Linked DNA regions of Mus musculus: regions 1, 3 and 4 are each linked to region 2. A link is a contact called in public Hi-C, HiChIP or PLAC-seq and promoter capture Hi-C data. All regions are on one chromosome and are shown on one strand. Each heading gives the region's core, a stretch centred on a gene start, on an enhancer-like site or on the middle of the called end of the contact. The rest is flanking DNA. Distances are from core to core; before and after follow the strand shown.

Region 1 (2,986 bases), core at 427-2,926, 1.2 Mb after region 2:
GTGTGCCCTCATGCTCACAAGTTCTGTCTGGGCCTGTACACTCCAAAAGAACAAACCTGGGGCACACAGACAGGGCTGCCACAGTGTTCTCTAGGAAAAACTTGGGAGTTTATGCACTGTGTGCATACACATCTTGAAGTCAGTTCCATTGTGTTACTATAAAATACAAGGCTTAGAACCCAGGAACCATAAATTAGTAGTTAAGGCAAACCAGATTAGGGGCTGTTATATTAGTAACCCCTCACCTACCACCTGCTAGCCTGGGGGGATCCTACCGTGATCAGCAGGTTTCCAAGTGTGATGTCGCCAGTTTATATGACGAGCTGTCATCTAGGACAAGCTGTCATCTAGGACAAACTGTCAGTGCTTAGGCTGAACCACTTTAACCCAAGTTCTGCTCTTAGGGTTCAGATAATGACACTGTAAAACTACAGCGTTTAGGGCATGCTACTCTGCAAAAAACCTGGGTTCAGTTCCCAGCACACACAGAGGGCAACTCACAATCTCCTGTTACTCCAGGAAGACCCAACACCCTCTATTTGCCTCCTGAAGTACCGACACGCATGTGGTGCATAAACATACGCTCAGGCATACGCACATATACATATAAAATAAAAATAACTTTTCTTAGGATAAGCATGGCTGGTGTCCACCCAAGCACAGGGAGGGTGAAAACCCCTTACCTGCATTAAGAGCAGACCATAAAAAGGTGTCCACATCCCCATGAGAGGAGTCTCAGAGCTCCTCTCATGAAAGACACCAGAAGAGCATGACACAGCTACATGGACTTCCATTGCAGGCTCTCTATCTGTCATGGTCTGGAAACTCCTGCATGCAACTGTGCACACACATGTGCATACAGAGGCATGTGTGCGTGCACGCACACATACACACACACACACACACACACACACACACTTGTGATCTCTTTTATACACCTGCTCTCTTAATCTTGCTTGGTTTCTTCTGGGAAACCCTTTTCCCCTTATGTTGCCCTCCACCTAAGGTCTTATCCTTACCCACCCTGATGCAACTTATAAAGACCAGATGTTTCATGAACATTTAAAAGGAACAGGTTGAGCCAGGTGTGGTGGCGCACGCCTTTAATCCCAGCACTTGAGAGGCAGAGGCAGGTGGATTTCTGAGTTCGAGGCCAGCCTGGTCTACATAGTGAGTTCCAGGACAGCCAGGACTACACAGAGAAACCCTGTCTCGAAAAAAACAAAAAAAAAAAAAAAAAGAAAAAAAAAAGAAAAGAAAAGAAAAGAAAAGAAAAGAAAAAAGAAAAAAAGGAACAGGTTGATGCAAAGGGGTGAGCATCCTTTGCAAGTTAATAAAAATAAAGGTTGAGGTAGGAAGCTAATAAAGCTCTGAAGCAAGCTACTCTACACTCATGGAACCATGGAAGAAGTCCTAGCATGACTTGAGTTTTTCCTCACAGGAGTAAGTTGCTATTGTGTATTTATTATTCACCACAATGGCTCCCACTGGCATTTTAAAGAATCTCTTCCCCAAACTAGAAATGAATTGAAATGCTTTTACATACACGAGGGGCATCTCAGCCATGCTCCGGAAACAAAGGGGTGGTAGTGCCAACCTCCAGCCCCAGGGACACCTAGAATGCCCTTGCCTCCTCAGAGCCTAGTCCTGCCTGCCCTGGGCATTACTGCTACCTATTTAAGTGAGTCAGGCAAATATCCTTTCCAAAACCTTGCTTTCCCCATCTGTAATTGGAGGTAACCGCACCTGTGACAAACATTAACATATTTGGAACAGTGCCTAGCACAGACTGCTTGATAAAAGCAGTTTCTCTGAACCAGTGCCAATCCTCGGGGCCAGCCAAGCAGAACTTCATAAACATTTTTTCCAATAAATATGCCTACTAAAAAGCCCCATAAGGTCTGTGAGCCTCCCTCCCCAGTGGCCCATTAATGGCAGCTCAGAGCCTGGCATGACTGAATGGATGACACCTTGAATTTTATACTTAAACACCCACCCACGAAAGGTTTAACTCTTACAATCCCCTGTGGATATATGCTATCCTGACACCGAGGTCCCAGCTCCAGAGATTGCAATGTAACAGAGAGATGGGATGAGAGGTCCGGTGACTGTATCAAGGACCAAGAAGTTGGTATTCCTGTAGGAAGTGTGTGCCCACACATTGGGGATGCTCCAAGGCCCTTGACACCAATGCTGGTTTCATCTGGCGCATTATTTTAGGAAAACCAGAGGTCCTCATCCAACCTCAATGTTGTCATGTAAGCCATGACTGATTTTGATGAGATACTCTGGGAGGTGAGAATCCAAAACAAACGTCCACAGAGTGAAGGGAATGGTGTGTAAGTAGATGCCCCTACCTTCTAGGTGGACATTTCTTCTCTACTTGCGGTGACGGAAATGAAAATTGACCCCCACAGACTCAGGCATTTGACACTAGGTCCCCAGTTGGTAGTACTGCTCGGAGAGGTTATAGGGAGGTACAACCTTGCTGGGGGAAGTATGTTGTTGGGGACAGGATTTGAGAACCTCAGCTCACTTCATTTTACTCCCTGCTTCATGCTCCAAGTTAAAGAGACAGTGGCACATATCCTTAATCCCAGCACTCAGGAGGCAGAGGCAGGAATTCAAGGCCAGCCTGGTCTACAGCATGAGTTCCAGACCCTGTCTCATGAAACAACAACAACATGTGCTCTCTCAGCCCCTTGTTCTGGCTCTGCTGCTAGTCCTTCCTAACAATGGCTCTGCGTTCTTTGGAAATGTAAGCCAAAGTAAACTTTCTTAGTTCTTGATCATGTTTTGTTTTGTTTTGCTTTTTTATCATGGCTACAGGTAGCTAGTTAGTCCTCAGTGAGAAGGTAGAGAGGTAATGGAGTCACTAGGACTATCCACTAGAGCTAACTGGATGTCAGCAGGCTTGAGAGTTATGGGGGGGTGGACCCTTCCATAGTCGGCAGCTTGTAAGACGGGAAGGTGAAGGATTCTGCAG
Region 2 (2,905 bases), core at 379-2,878:
CCTGCGCTGCACCGCGTGGAGGAGCAGTACCTACCACTTGCCAGCTATATGGGGGACTGAACGAGGGAGCACATGGCATACTTTAACGCTCTATAAACACTACTATTCTTTCCAACACAGGCAGGACCTAGAGCATGCATTATGTTCAGGACAGATCTGGGCAGAACCCTGTACAAGACTGGGGGGAAAAAAAAATCACAAACTGTCCATCTTTTAATAGGTCAGTAAATAGGCTGCCGTGACAGTCTTAGTTTGATATATCAATCACAAGGAGCCTTCTAGAAGGGAAGAGAGTCAGTTTCAGAATGTCTAATGGTTGTTAAACAGATCCTGCTGAGATACGTGAGAACAAGAATGCTTACCTGGACTGCATTCTAATAAAGCTCTTCCACTAATTACCAGTGACCCGCCAACTCACTTCCAGTTAACTAGCCCGAAATCTCCATATTTTTAAGCTTGCTCATCAACCCTGCCGTTGGAAGGCTTAGTGGTCTAACCTATGTCTATTGGCATGTTTTTAACTTCTCTTCCCTAATGACTCCTGTCCTGTCAGTCTCAGAAAATCCACAAACATTACGAGCTGAGAATAAAGACACTGATTCATATGAACACTTTCATCTAGACAAGTCACAAACCTGTCATCCAGGACAGTGCAGGCAGTCTTGCCTCGACTGGTTCCACAATACTCCTCTCCTAAGTATACTTCCATGTTTCTTGCTGAACTCAGAACGCCAACCGAAAGGATTTCTTCACCCCCATTAGGGCCACAGTTCAGGTAAATGAAGCAGGGGTTTTCATCTCGGGGGCTCAGGCTGCTTTTCAGACTAACCGGATCCTGGCTGAGAAGAAAATTGAAAAAAAAAAATCACAGAGATAAGTTTTCCGAGTAGAAGCATAACCCATTAATCCTTTCAAACTCACCTCTACTTGCCATGAGAACCAAGAACCTTCCCCATCACCCACAGATACTTCTCACAGAATTAATAAGGAACAGAGGTTTGAGGCGTCAGGGCATTCATTCCCGTCCACTTTTCCTAGACCGTGGACAGCCTATTCAACTATCTAATTCATTCGCAGTCAATTAAAAGCGTTTACTGAATGTTAAAACAACCATGTGTCTTTTTCCAAGACGCCGTGGTTCTTGTTCCCCCCAAATAGAAGACTGGGGGCGTTCGCGGGTGGGGGGCGAGGAGGATTGTAACAGGAGGGCATCTTGAACACGAGTTTCCCGGCCTCTCCGGCCCAGCGCGCACCCTTTGCCCGCAGCCTCGCCCACCTCCAGGCACCACCGCTCTCCCCCATGCCGTCCCCGCGGCCTCGCTCGGCTCCCTCGCCCGTCTCGGCTCCCGTCCTCCTCCCGGCTCCTCAGCAGCGTGACTGTCACCCGACCCCGGCCCTGGCCCGGCGCACCTCGGAGCTGGCGGCTCCAGTAGCTGCTCGAAGTCCAAGTCTTGGGCACGTGGCCCAGTCCGGGTAAGAAAAAGGCTTTGGGTCAGCGCCCCGCACGCCGCATCCCAGGACGAGGTCAGCGTCGGGCCGCGGTCCAGTCCCGCGTCTTCGATCGCGGTCTCCATTCTGTCTCCTCCAACCCAGGCGGCGTCGGAACCTCTCTCGCAGAGCTTGCGTTTCCTTCAGTGCCCAGGGGAGGTGAAGGTTCAGCACAACTTCCGGTTCTTCCCCCGACCCCACCCCATCCCACTCCAACCCTTCCCATCCCGGGACCCAACCACCACACGTGCGCATGCGTGTTCGTCTCCCTTCCAGAAGTTGGTTTAAAATCTCCGCGGAAAAGAGCCAGGGGTTGGCTCGTGCGCGGAATTCCTCCGCTCCTGGGGCAGGTGCCGCGCGCATGCGCAGTGCTCTGCGCGCGGGAACCCAGGGGTTTATTTCCACGTTGGCAAAGCAGCGACGCTTTAGGGTGGGAGGTGGGGTGGCGCCTGGGCGGTGTCGGCACCCTGAGGGTGGTACCAAAGCAGATAGGTGCGGTCTCCTTGGCTCAAGCAGCCTGTAAAGCCAGCTCCCAATCCGAGGTCCTCGGAAGAGGACTCCGGGGACCCTTCCTGCGCCAGCCCGTGGAGTGAAGGCCATGCAGGCTGCTTTTGAAGCAGTGCGACCACGGCTGATCGCGTTGTTTCACTGCTCAGGTCACCTCCGTGGGCTGTAGAGTGGAGCGCGGCGCTTAGCATTGCAGAATAATGCTGAGTGGCCGAAGGCACTAAACACTGAACCCACTAAGACCCGGCTTCCGAGCCTCAGGAACCCGGTGGAGCGTGCTTGCACGTCCTAAATGACAGAATTCTCAAGGTTAAAAATGTCCAAGAGGCTCAAAGCTGCGACTTAAGGTTTCTCACTCATAACCTTGACAAAAACTGGCAATGGGCCTTGGTCCCTTCAGAAGTACATTGTACGGTCAAACTTTCTGTGGTGACAAGTGGGACTTGAAACTTTATACTCATTGGAAAGAAAGCTAGGTATCGGCTGTCGTTCCACCCCATACCCACCCCCATTATCTTCCTGAAGTGGGTTGTGTAGATAATTTAAACATCTATTGAGGCGAGGGGAGAAATTTGTTTACAGAAATGTGGAGTACCTGAATTTTAAAGTTGTGCTTGAGGCCTTATATATAATTTCTGGGGAAGTTTTGTTCAGCCATAACCTAGTTTTGTCCCAGAACTTTTTGTTCATCGCTCAGAAAAAACGTTTTGCTTTAATTTTCATTTTAGTCTGTATGTGTACCCCTGTTCAAAAAACGTGTTTATGTCATCAAGAAAAAGATGATTGAATTCTATAGACAGTCACCAGAGTGTATGTATAATGTGTTCATCAAGTTTGAAAGAGAAATCAGAGATTCAGTATAAACAAAATCTAGAAACAGTAACCTTTAATTCTAAAAGGCTCAATTTAT
Region 3 (2,889 bases), core at 287-2,786, 1.2 Mb after region 2:
GAGCAAAGTCGGCTGTGCATTATGATAGGGAATGTCAAGTGCGTTTACTAGTGCATCTCTCTAGTCCCTAGGAGCCTATGTTGCTGTGCAACTCCTAGCAATTAAAAAAGAAGTTATTAAACCCCCATCCCCCCAAAAAAGAGAAATTCCCCCTTTCCCATCTTCTCTCTCCAGTAGTGTTAATAGAGTTTCAGATTTGTCCGGGGCCTGATCGATAGATGTCATCTATTAAAGGTAAGTTTTAATCGAACAATATTAGGATCAGACAGGGAAAGGGGGTTTGAAGTCAGTACCTGCAAGCTGCGGGCAGGAGATATGCAGGCGCCAGTAATAGAATATCGATCAAGGAGTTAGGGGGAGGGGAGCGCGGCCCCACAGAGAGACCATCCAAACAATTAATCCAGGCCCGCGGCCGGGACCCAAGCCAGGCCACCAGAGGCTTCCGGGGGCCCCAGACAATCACCTCCAAACTTAGGAAGGAGGAGGAGGGGCTGTGCTATATACAGCCCTCCCTGGGACCTGAATCCCTAGACCTTCAGCGTCTCCCCAGATAATCAATCCCATGCTCATGTCCCACTAAGCATGAATCCTGCTATCTTAAGTTCTTCCAGCCACAAACTTTCCGGAACCCTTTCTTTTGTGTCCACCAACTTCAGGGATAAGGGGGAAAGGTCTAGAAGAGAACACCAAAAGCTATTGGGGGTGGGGGCGTCCCCTGTTGAGTCCGGGAAAGAGCATGGGCTCTAAAGATGTTTCCGAGTGGTTGAAAAAAAAGCACCTAATCCGGGGAAGGCCCGAGCCTCGGTTGCCCCATACATAAAATGGGAGTGGTGTTAATGACACTACATAGTTGGAAGGTATTTTCATAACCTTTATCCCAAGCTCCTCGCCCAGGTTCTAGCACGTGGAGAGCACAATACACTTCCATTAGATCAGTGAGCCTGAGCTGTAGTTTATGTGAGCCAGTCAGAGTTGTGGCGCTCATTCACTGAGCAGGTGTTCAGGAAAAAAGCACACACTGGTCCTGGCAATCTCAGCCACGTCCCTACCTCTGTCCTCTTCCAAGTAGGGATGGCTCGCTTCGCACCTGCGCGGGATCACCTTTTCTAGTTCCCAGGCTACCAATAAACCTTGACTACTACACACACACACACACACACACACACACACACACACACACCACTTAGGCTTAAAACCGCCTCACATTCTTACCAGGGGTCTCCTGTGACCCGATTGGATTCCCCGAACAAGCATCTTGCCCTGCTTCCACCTCTTCTAAACTTTTCTTGGCTTCCAGGGCAGCGAGACGCACCGGCGGGAGGGCAGCTCGCGTGAATTTTTGCGGATCCAAGATGTCCAAGACAGAGAAGGAGATCTTGTGGTGAGAGGGGGCCGCCTTGGCCCCGACGTCCTGCCATGCCAACATGCCCGCCTCCCGCGGGCCCGAGGCCAGCCGTACTGGGGTCGGGGCTGGATGCGCTCAGCCGCTGTCTTCTGCAGTGGTTTGGCCACAGCTCTCCAGCCGCGAACTGGAATTTCCCCGCCAAGTGAAGCTGTAGAGGGGGGCAAGGAGGCGGGGCGGGAGGAGAGAAGCGGGGAAGGGGGCGGGGGGGGGGGCTGCTTGAGGATTGGCACTTGAGCTGGCCAGACCCCTTCCACGTGCAGTGAGCGCTTGCAGCCTCCACGAGACTATCCTGGGCAGCCGGAGGGGGGAGGGAGCGCTGACTAGAGGGACCCTCGCGCGCCAATGCGCGCTCCCGGTTCGCCGGGTCACCGTGGCATGCTGTGTGAAAATCTTTCCATGCTGCGGAGACTCGTGAAGGGCGTGAGGGAGGATTCCATCTCCGCTACCTCATCTGCACACACATTCACCTGACTGAAGTTTACTTATTTCTCTTGGGGCACTTGCCATCTTCCTTTGACCTGGCGATGCCACAGAGGCCAGACCTGATTGCTTCGCCATGATGCACGGTGCATCTCAAGCCCCATCCCTGAACCACAGTAAAGGCTTCGGGCACATTTACGTAAAAATTTTAAAGCCTCTGTGCATTTACAGTTTATAAAGCCCTGGGGCTTTCTCACTCTCTTTTGATTTTCTAGGCATTCCCCCCTGTGAGGTGGGTGTGGCCTGGGAACCACAGTCTGTGGTTTCAAACAGAAGGAAAATGAGGTTCAAAGATGAGCGGTGGCGCTACAGATGACAAGAGTCTGGACTGGGCCAAGGTTTTTCAGGTCATCCTGATGGCTTAGGATATGTGTGTGTGTGCGGGGGGGGGGGGGGAACCTTCTTGGAGGGGAGTTTTTTCTTTCCACTCGGAAGACCAGCAGGGCCTGGTCAAAAGGGGTCTATGGAAATACGCCTGCCCAGAGAGCTGAAGGCTTAGGGCTAGGTGGCTTGGCTAAAGGTGAGTATCCCTCCTCGGATACCATTTTCATTGCCTGTCAGGACTTCTCAGTCACAGATTCTATCATTAACATCAGAAATTGACTCTCTGGGTTCCTTTCCCAGCGTGAAGAAGGAAAAGGTTAAAAGATGCCTAGTGGTTTGAATTTAAGACCAGAGATGAGAGCCGATTAAAATGGCCCCATCTGCCCCCCAAGTCTCCAGGGAGGACAGCCGGCATTAGCAGTGAGGGAAAGTCTGCATAGCCACACCCACGGTGATATTCCTTTTTTTTTTTTTAAGGCATTCATTTCAGCGACAAATTCTGAAGCATTAGCCCCTCTGCACAGAACCGCCTTGGAACCCCCCCCCCCCCCCGCCACTTCTTTCTTCTTTGCCCCATGTGGTTCCCAGACAATGTCTTGACAATTAATATTGTCTAAGCAGGTAAGAAGTAGGAAGAGGAGGGGACTCCTCACTAAAGTGCTGGGAGCTGCTCATCCAAT
Region 4 (3,084 bases), core at 274-2,773, 1.1 Mb after region 2:
GAACCCACCTTGCTCCTGACACACCTTGCTCCTGACAGACACAGGGGCATGCCAGAGCCTCACTCCTACCTGCCCTGAACCACTTTCCAACAGGAAAAGCTTTGAAACTAGCGTTTAAACACCAGCCATCAGAGGCCCATCAGCTGTGGACCTCAACCCCAAGGAAACATGGCGGAACAATGGCAGAACCAAGCTACCCTTGGCTCCTCAAGGGTCCCTCCCTGCCCAGATACACCCTCCCTAAGCCCCACCCTACAAGATGATCCTGGGTCACAGCACAGCAGGCAGTTCCAAATCACTCTTGTAGCCTGTACCCCCAATTCTCTAATGCCAGATCTACAGCCCTGGGGTCTCATAGCCAGAGGAACTAAACCCTGACAGGAGGAGGCTACTGTGGGGAGGGAATCTAATCACTTAGGAGCACCAAAACATAATAGGGAACAGGGCCTTCATGCCCTCTGCTAATGTCAGAAGGTCTGGGAGTTTGTGGCCAGGCAGAGGCCTGAGATCCAGGACCCAGTAAGGCTAAGAAGAACCAGGCAAGAACCCCACTCAGCAGGAACTGCTATAAACTGTCAAAGGCAGCTCAGGGCTCTCTGGGGAGCAGTCAGCAGGGAACCTATCTGACTGAGTCCCTGTCTGGTTCCCCTCCATCCCTTCTCTCCAGATAGCATCCAATGAGAAGCTGGTCACATAGGGACATCTCTCATGCCCTTTCTTCCTCATTCTTGTGTCTAAGAGGCCATCAAGTCCCTTGGACCACTTGTCCCAGGAACTTTCCCTATAGACATTCAACTTCCACCAAAAGGTCCAGAGCAGCTGTTCTCTGAGTTATGGATCATATCTTGCAGGCCAGAAATCTAGACAAGGCAGAGCTGGACAGCTCATTGCTACCCCACAGTGTAGGGGCCCCAGTTGGTGGGACCCCAAAACTGGCATCTAGAGTCATCTAATCTGTTGCTGTCAGTGAGGGCCTTAGTGAATCCCCTGGGTATGAGTATAAGGCCTTCCTGCAGCCTGGCTCTGTCCAGCCTGCAGCCACATGGGCACAACTCTCTTTCTTTGAGTGTCAAAGTGGAGTGTCCTGATTGACCCAGGGCGTAGCCTCTGACAATTATTGCTTCTGCAGCAGTTTGTCCTGAAGGAGCTGGCCCAAATCCGAGGGGAGCAGACATCAACACTGCATCTTATTAGGAAGTGTCAAAGACTGTGTGGACATATTTCTGAGCCACCCATCAGCTCAGAGGTGCCTCAGAGGTGCCATGCAGCCTTTGCCCTCCTGACTGCTTCCTCGGGTCAGCTACTTGTCTCCCAGAAGACTTGGTCCTAGCCCAAAGGCTGGAAAAACAAACTCATGTCGATCTGTCTTCCTCCAGCCCTGTCCTTCCATGCCATCCATCACCAATAGGGAGGTTCAGAGCATCAGCAAATTAAGAAGCTCTGGAACCCACAGCCACTTACCAAAGCAGGACATAAGCTTTAACCACGGGAGGGGCAGCATTGGTTACTGTTCCTATAGCGCCCTCTGCCTCCGCCCCAGCCACATTACATACAAAATCCTCCATGCCCTCCTGCTCATGCCCTGTGTAGGCTAGTTTCCTAGCCTGAAGTACTCCTTCTTCTTTCAAAGGAACCCTAGAAAACTCATGTTCACCCTTCAAAACCCAGCTGCCATGTCACAGCCTCTGTGGTGCCAGCCTCCTATCCACGTATGAGCACAACACAGGTGTGGGTCTTAATCTTGGTGGTGTGATGGAATCTTGGTCACTGTCCTAGCTAACCCCATCCTGGCTCTCTTTGGCTCGGTTGCTTGCCTCCTTCACCTGTCCTTTCCAGTCACCTTGGATTCCAGGAGCAAAAGGACTCGTTGCAAAGCACATCTGTAGCAGGCAACTGAAACAACACCAAGCAATGGGGAACCTGCAAGACAGACTCCTCCCAAACAGGGGCAATTGTCAAAGCAGGCAAGGCTGGGCTGTGGAGCAGAAGGCATTATCTCATGACAAGTGGAGAGCCCCAACCTCAGCCCCAAGCAGTGACAGACTTCTCCAGGCCACCTTGAGACACCAGAACCAAGCAGATCCCACCGGCCAGAAATGCTTAATTCTTTGGACCTCTTGCCTGCCTGGCTCTACAAATATCCAAGGTTCATTGTTGGGCCCTACTTGGCCTCTGTTTGGGCCTTGAAGACAAACCTGAGCCTAGTTTGATTTTCGAGAACAGTCATTCACCTCCACTTGAAAATGACTCAACATGGCATAGATGAAATTGCCTCTGCCTAGCCACCACTAATGTCTAAAATTTTCATAGGCCCTGTGAAGTCACCCCATATCCTTCATCATCTCACACCTCCCCATACGTCATCTCACCCCATACCCCTATCCCCACCTCCTTGCCCTGCCTATATAAGCAAATTGCTGCCACATTAAATCGAGTCCCTGCTTCGACAAGATTCCCAGCCCGGTGTGGTTCCTCTTGGGACACCACTCACCATCCCATTCAGACCCAGAGAGACCGGCTCTCCTCGCAGCTATCTGCCAACAAAGAGCCCACAGTTCATGTCAGGGATCAGTTGACCCCTTTAATATTTGTCCCCATGTGGCCACACTGAGTAAGCCTCCTTCCTCCCTGTTTCTGGCTGTTGTGATCTCTGTAATTGGCATATTGCCATAGGTAGAAGAGTCAGCTATTGGGACCGCAGGAAGCAGGATTTTTGCTCTAAAATTTTGGTTGTAAAGGAGGGTTTATTTTTATACATGTGTATGGTTGTCTGAATGTATGTACATGCACTGCATGCATGCAGTGCCCACAGAGGCCAGGAGATGACACTGGGTCCCCTGGAACTGTAGTTACAGATGGTTGTAAGTCAACATATGGGTGCTGGGAACCAGATCCAGATCTTCTGATAAGCAATATGTTCTCTTAATTGCTGATCCATCTCTCCAGGCTCAGTTGGAAATATTTCACATATACTGGTGACAAGGTGCCAAAATGTAACAGTCTGACTCACAGCATAGGGACTGCCTTAGACATCAAAACTCTCAAATCTCCCGCAGAGGGTTCTATGTAGCTGAGGCTAAGAGG

Evidence for each region. Promoter capture Hi-C pulls out the DNA fragments that hold promoters and counts their contacts. Hi-C and Micro-C count contacts between places; a contact is called where the count stands out from the background. HiChIP or PLAC-seq counts read pairs in DNA pulled down with a chosen protein or histone mark.
Region 1: a contact with region 2 is called in a promoter capture Hi-C map of pre-B cells, with 7 times the contacts expected there. The contact joins the enhancer-like site here to the promoter of 2310057M21Rik in region 2. A contact is called at or near these places in 16 of 39 promoter capture datasets (the 3T3-L1 cell line, 3T3-L1-derived adipocytes, the C10 cell line and 11 more), 1 of 15 datasets of contacts at CTCF or cohesin (pro-B cells), 4 of 484 Hi-C or Micro-C datasets (the G1E-ER4 cell line, adipose-derived mesenchymal stem cells, pre-B cells and 1 more), 2 of 115 datasets of contacts at active chromatin or transcription factors (astrocytes and stem cell-derived neural progenitor cells) and 2 of 9 other capture datasets (adipose tissue and liver).
Region 3: an H3K27ac HiChIP or PLAC-seq map of extraembryonic endoderm stem cells shows a contact between it and region 2, with 7 times the contacts expected there. The contact joins the promoter of Nkx1-2 here to the promoter of 2310057M21Rik in region 2. A contact is called at or near these places in 5 of 39 promoter capture datasets (cranial neural crest, hematopoietic stem and progenitor cells, maxillary cranial neural crest and 2 more), 1 of 484 Hi-C or Micro-C datasets (B cells), 3 of 115 datasets of contacts at active chromatin or transcription factors (astrocytes, extraembryonic endoderm stem cells and large pre-B cells) and 2 of 9 other capture datasets (adipose tissue and embryonic stem cells).
Region 4: a Hi-C map of B cells shows a contact between it and region 2, with 6 read pairs. The contact joins the enhancer-like site here to the promoter of 2310057M21Rik in region 2. A contact is called at or near these places in 4 of 39 promoter capture datasets (the C10 cell line, hippocampal neurons, liver and 1 more), 1 of 484 Hi-C or Micro-C datasets (B cells), 2 of 115 datasets of contacts at active chromatin or transcription factors (embryonic stem cells and large pre-B cells) and 2 of 9 other capture datasets (adipose tissue and liver).

The regions. Positions count from the first base shown.
Region 1 is chr7:132,552,500-132,555,485 of GRCm38.p6, forward strand. No RefSeq gene overlaps it. Among named protein-coding and RNA genes, the nearest start is that of Gm35249, 16 kb to the left of the region's middle. Within about 2 kb of position 1,677, at least 5 of the 459 cell types and tissues checked have an H3K27ac peak or open chromatin away from gene starts, as enhancers often do.
Region 2 is chr7:131,361,098-131,364,002 of GRCm38.p6, forward strand. 2310057M21Rik (RIKEN cDNA 2310057M21 gene) reads right to left here and starts at 1,629. Exons shown (of 6, transcript NM_026655.4): 1 at 1,411-1,629; 2 at 636-839. The coding sequence starts at 1,574.
Region 3 is chr7:132,598,101-132,600,989 of GRCm38.p6, forward strand. Nkx1-2 (NK1 homeobox 2) reads right to left here and starts at 1,537. Exons shown (of 2, transcript NM_009123.2): 1 at 1,213-1,537. The coding sequence starts at 1,426.
Region 4 is chr7:132,473,753-132,476,836 of GRCm38.p6, forward strand. No RefSeq gene overlaps it. Among named protein-coding and RNA genes, the nearest start is that of Gm35147, 9.5 kb to the left of the region's middle. Within about 2 kb of position 1,524, at least 51 of the 459 cell types and tissues checked have an H3K27ac peak or open chromatin away from gene starts, as enhancers often do. A contact at or near this core is called in B cells, where this site is marked.